Regions from separate parts of the Bombyx mori genome. Here region 2 is linked to region 1. A link is a contact called in public Hi-C data. All regions are on one chromosome and are shown on one strand. Each heading gives the region's core, a stretch centred on a gene start, on an enhancer-like site or on the middle of the called end of the contact. The rest is flanking DNA. Distances are from core to core; before and after follow the strand shown. Region 1 overlaps LOC101740327 (epsin-1). Region 2 holds the start of LOC101739127 (protein singed).

Region 1 (3,003 bases), core at 274-2,773:
CATAAATGTTCTCTTTACATTGCATCGCCACTTTCTCGCTGCCGGTCTTGATGAGGTACTCCATCAGGACCAGAGCTTTGTAAACGTGCCTCCAGTTCTTGCCGTGGTCATTTAAACGCTTCCATATCATCTGCATGATCTCCGTGAAGGCCATGACGTTGTACGTGAGGTCGGCGATCTCCGCCATGAGCGTGCTGGACGGACCCCATGGGTCGTTTGAAGTCGCCTCGCGAACTTTGACCTGGAAAGATGAATATGTCGGAGACGGTCATTAGTTTAGCAGCTAAACGAAACGCAGCACGATTCCTGAGGGATGGCAGCACGATTACGGTATCGTCTGAACTCGGCTAACTTCGTGCTAAGACAGAGCCTAGCCGATGGAGGCGCGTAGATGCCACCACACTTATCAACCAGCCTTCTTGAAGACTGGGCCTCCGTCCTAAGAACTGTCATTCGTTTTCGTTTGCTAACGTCAAGAGAGGATTTCTAAATTGTTCTACGAAAACAAGCGTGATTGGTGTACTAAATATTTCTCTTAACTCGATCATCCTATTCGCCCCTGTGATGTCTGACGATTGTGTAAATATTGTGGCTTCTCCGACAAATATATTTAGAGTTTGTCAATACTTTGGTAAAAGGGTCTTCCTCCGAGTCAGCGATGGACGCAATCTCAGATGGTAGTAGACCATGACCACATACTCTATCATATATCACGACACGTCCCTAAACAACCCCAAGCTGATTTCGTTCCAAGAACATCTCGACACTAAAAAGCGCTGCATATTACCGGGCCACGTGTTGATCATCTCAAATTTAACAGAGTTCAACAGATAACGATAACAGAAACACGAAACCGCCATGAATGGTACATCAAAATTTGATATATCGGAATGTCCGCGTGGCGTCGGACTAATTTAGTACCACGTCATGCCTTCCCGTGAGAGCGTTAAACGCGACCAAACGATTCACCGGACAATAGGCAAATTCGTTGTCCGATTATCACATTACAACACTGCGACTGTCAACTGGCATTTGGTAATTTGGTATGTCATTTTCTATTGATCGGTTTTTATACTTCTTCTTCTTCATCGTTCTCACTGCTGAGGATCGCGATCACATGTAACTTTAGCTTCTCTAATTCATGTCTGGGAGACCGCATGTGTCCGAAGAAGCTCATAACATGTTCCCGGCAGATGGAAGAGAGCCTTTTTCGGATGTTTAGCTCCCTTAGAATGGACTCGTTAGTTCTCGTGGCAGTCCACTGTATTCGTAGCATCCTCCGCCACACCCACATTTCGAATTTTATTCCAAGGTGTCAATCCTTCATCGTGGAAGACGTTCGTGAATATGTGTTGACTTAGAAAAATCGGTACCAGCTTGCAAGTTGCGAACACCTGCTTAGTCGCATCGCTTGATACGATATCTCAAGGCGCCTTATTCTTTACACGCGGACGACTTCACACTTTACATTGTTACTGCTTATAAATGAGCGTTACTAAGAGGAAAATAAAAGGTGCGAACAGTTTCATTGAGCGCCCATATGAATACGTATCTCGTAATGCAAGTGTGTGCATATCGTTCTAGCGCACATCAATGATAAGCTGAATAAATATTGAATAGCGCTAATGGGATTACGAGAAGTGTGCAATAACTGGTTACATACTTGAGAACATTAATGTACTTATTAAAAAAAAACTATCATCGGACCAGTTGTGATATCAGATAAAATCACACACATTAAAATAAAACCAGATTTTTTTTCCCCTTACCTAATGGCTGGTAGTCTACGTCAAGTGAACTCACGGGTTCAACCTGATAGAATTTGTTAACTCTAGGCCTAGCGTAAGCAGTGCTTCGCTTAAATCGGATTGGAGTCTCCAGCCATTGAGAAGTCCCGCGAGAAACTTAGTGGGTTGAAACAAGAATAATTATTTCTTACTCGTTATTGGAAGCATCAGCGTCTAAGACTTAATACACGAGTCGAAGTAGCGACGATGTCAGTCGTTTAGAGCTACAAGACGTAGTGAATGCGATGTTATCATTTGTATAACATAACCTTTCCCCCAGACAATGCTCATGATGAGAACAGATAGGTCAGGTATTCCAGAGCGGCCCAGAGCACCTAGAAAACTATGGCCCGAACGTTTCACCCGCCACAAAAGAAATGCGGCATTTTAACCTAAATCTGTATAGACGTTTAAGGGTTCTTCAAATTCCATAGCAATTACTGATGGTTTAGTTTCGCCTTGGAAGACAAGCGGCGGCTCATCGGACGGGGAATGGTCACTGATGCTCACGTGCATCATTAACGCTAGGTGCATAGAGAACCGACTGATGCTGAGGACTCTCTTCAGACATAGAGAAAGACATGTAATTGCGTTCAGGAAGCAACTAAGAAAGTTAATTTCGGGGGGGAAATTCGCTGTGCCACTTGGCTTTCTGCTCTGGAATTTTTTTTAAGGGTGAAAAACTGGGGCCTACCCTAATTTTTTTTTTTATTTGGACACACCAACAGCAATTCATACAAAACATCCAAGCTTAAAATTAGCAAGTATAAAATTAAGTCCTGGTATGTAAGCCAGTTACAGGTATGTACAGCAATCTCTTATAACGCACTGACATGTTACAGCTATTTTACAAACAGCGGAAAAATAGGTTAAATTTAAATGTTAACAGTATAACATTAAAAAAAAATTGAAAAGAACATGAAAACAAGAGTTAAATACTTAACATTCTATTATCTATTATATATAAACAAAGGAACTTGGATACTATAACTTATAATTTGTTTTTGAGACCAGGACACGTGTCGTTAAAAATGTCGATGCCGTCAATTAATAAAATTAACAATAATAATAATTAATAATAATAATAATAATTAATAAAAGGTCTCTATACTAAATTCACAGTTTAATAAGAACATATATGATACAAACCTGAGCATCGGAATAGTTGTGTGCGAGGTTCTTTATATTCCTTCTGAGGCCTGCTACGTTCACTTGC
Region 2 (3,003 bases), core at 285-2,784, 66 kb before region 1:
TCTTGTGAGTCCGCACGGGTAGGTACCACCGCCCCGCCTATTTCTGCCGTGAAGCAGTAATGCGTTTTGATTTAAAGGGTGGGGCAGCCGTTGTAACTATACTGAGACCTTAGATCTTATATCTGAAAGTGTGTGGCGCATTTGCGTTGTAGATGTCTATGGGCTCCAGTAATCACTTAACACCAGGTGGGCTGTGAGCTCATTCACACACTTAAGCAAAAAAAAAAAAATTGCTGTTCTCATTTTACCATTACTGACGTTACGAATACCTTACAGTTTTCGTGGTCACGGAAGACCCTAATACAGTTAGATAACAGTAAACGAAAGCTTAAATCGTTAATGCATCTATGTCTACCATCGAAGAAAACTGAAGAGACTACAACATTGTACAATTCTACGAATAAATAAATACAATTTATATTTTATTTTAAAGTTATGTTTTCAAATTGGCCTTTAGTTTCACTAGCGCGTTTCTTTAAGAATACATTAAAGTTTTTCCTTGTGAAGTCGTTCGAAACATTTTCTAATCCACTTATGTATCTAAGATAAAGAGAAACCGCTAATATAATATGGTGATTTGCCACTCATATTTTCAACAGCCACCTTGTTCCCTCAGCGTAAAATATATGTAAATTGTGCGCAATACCGTTTGCCGACTTTTGCCTCTTTATACGATGTCAGAAGAAAGTAGGTACGTAAATGCGTGAAGTATTCTATTGCTTTGATATTTGGACGAGCTCACGGCCCACCTGATGTTAAGCGGTCATCAGAGCCCATAGACACATCGTAAACATCGCCACCCACGTTGTGTGTGAGAGAGAGAGAAAGTACGCTGCATTTGCATTGTACACAAAATAACAAAGAAACAAATTACACTTGTGACATAAGTTCTAAGTCTCAGTTTTACGGTACAACGATAAATAATTACCGGCAAATTGTATGAAGTGGCTATTTGCTAAGCCTTAATTCTTAGACGTTATTTTTACACATTAGATACCTACTTACCCGCCCAGGCGTAGCTGGAATAGCCTCTTAGACTACCAGCAAATAGGTAGGAAAAAAAGTTTCCTACGCCATTTTATGACACTGGAATTTACAAAAAGCTTTCTTTGATAAATCATTCTTTGAAGGATCCCGAGTGGTAGGCAGCGACCTTACTTTGCCTCTGGCTCTAGTTATTTGTAAAAGTGATGGTGACCACTCATAACCGACGAGCATCTGATGATGAGTACCATGAAATGCACGTTACTAGCAGTAGAACCAAAAACCTAAGAATATTATGCTCACCAAGACACCTACAAATTCAAACACACATATAAATTAAAACAGCACTTTTGTAAAAATTTTAATTGCATTAATTAGTTACAGTATGTAAGTAACTAGACAGTGAACAATTTAATGAGAAGTGCAGAATATTTGTAATGAGATTATCAACTTTATAAAACTAATTATTGCAGGGAATGTTTTCAAAATTTCACGCGTATAATTTATGATTCGTTTAATATTTTATTGGTTAAGTGGAAGAGCATTCTATTTTCTCATTGGATGTGCATTATAACGGGTGTCCCGCGGCTACCTTCACTCGCGTCATCTCAAGCGATCACCAAGCGCCATCTTCAAGCCGTTCAGTCCGCCGCGAACAGCTGTGGGAGACGTAAGCGTTTATAAAAATTTTACATTTTAAAAATTCACCGGACAATATAAACCGGCAATTTTTTTTAACTGTAATTTACGATAGATTCCGACAATTAAGTGTTAACCTAATTGATGAAAAGTGAAGACTGATATAAATAATTATTATATTTTTGTAGTTAGTGCATTTTGTGGTTTTCTCGCGATCTCGCGATTGCATTTCTTCTGCGGTGTAAACCAGCTCGAGTGTGAAAAGGTGAGTTTTTATAATACTAGAATGTGTCTGTTAGGTTGATGGCCGGGCGCGCCGGTGCCCGCTCATGGGGGAGTCGGCTCCCGCGAATCGATTGTGCCAGGACGCGGTGTACATACCCCTACATACCTAAATGTTCCGGGTGTAGGGTGGAATGGTACACCCTCACTCTGTCGTGCGTATAGAAGCACGTATTTGTCGTTTCACTTATTGTTCGTGATCTTGAACTAGCTGCGGCGCACCGACTCTGTTATGAATATAAATTATTTATAAACACCTTTTGTTCAAAGATGTTGAATGTTTTTTCAGCTGGATTTATTAGCCGAGCTGGGTCTAGTGGGGACCTATAGTAAACTTGCTACCTACGTTTGGAAATAATCACTACCCTCGCATACTTAGAGAAGTAATTTTATGTAAATTTAAACAAAGAAATTTGTAGTTTTAATCTTGCCGCATACATGCCTACTTGTAATAAGTGACTATCAAATGAAAAATAAAGCAAAACTTGCATATTATAACTTACTTTTTAAAGGAGCACGGTTCTAGTGTGCGTCTTTTTGTTTAATAAGTTGTGTTATTCTTTAATACATTATGCTGCAGATTACCTACCTTAGGTGCGTAATAAAAAATTTCGAGTTTAGGTATGAAACATGCTATGAAAGGAGTTTTGCCTCTTTCTTTGGAACATTCTGTAGACTGTAGCAGTGTACACTATACGGATTCACGTTGAGGTTTTACATGAGCTGGTGTTAGACATCTAGGTATATTGGGATTTACGCTATGTAATGTTATTAAAATATTAGCCATGGTCGGACGGGTCAGAAGTCCAGTGTATTCGTATGGAGTATTCCAGAGTTGTAGCCGTGCCGAGGTTGAAATCATTCAGACAGGAAATAATTTTCTTTCACATTGGTAGTCGTACCTTATGACCCAATAAATATCGATTGTTCTAAGTAAACGTACGCAATGCGTTCACGAACGATTTCAACGATGAGGGAATAAAAATAACAACAGAAACTCCAAAACATTGAGGCTTTAACAAATACACGAACAATAAAATGGAAGCGGGCTGACGCATCTTCGGTACACAGATAAAACACAAGCTATAGAGACCGCGC

What was found. A called contact is a pair of places that touch in the nucleus more often than the background predicts.
Region 2: a contact with region 1 is called in a Hi-C map of middle silk gland, with 1.6 times the contacts expected there. The contact joins the promoter of LOC101739127 here to the enhancer-like site in region 1. A contact is called at or near these places in 2 of 7 Hi-C or Micro-C datasets (middle silk gland and whole pupa).

The regions. Positions count from the first base shown.
Region 1 is chr17:549,896-552,898 of ASM3026992v2, reverse strand. LOC101740327 (epsin-1) reads right to left here. Exons shown (of 12, transcript XM_062673229.1): 2 at 2,937-3,003; 3 at 1-241. Among protein-coding and RNA genes, the nearest start is that of LOC101740327, 19 kb to the right of the region's middle. Within about 2 kb of position 1,523, at least 3 of the 8 cell types and tissues checked have open chromatin away from gene starts, as enhancers often do.
Region 2 is chr17:616,161-619,163 of ASM3026992v2, reverse strand. It overlaps LOC101739127 (protein singed), which reads left to right and starts at 1,534. Exons shown (of 10, transcript XM_038017024.2): 1 at 1,534-1,888.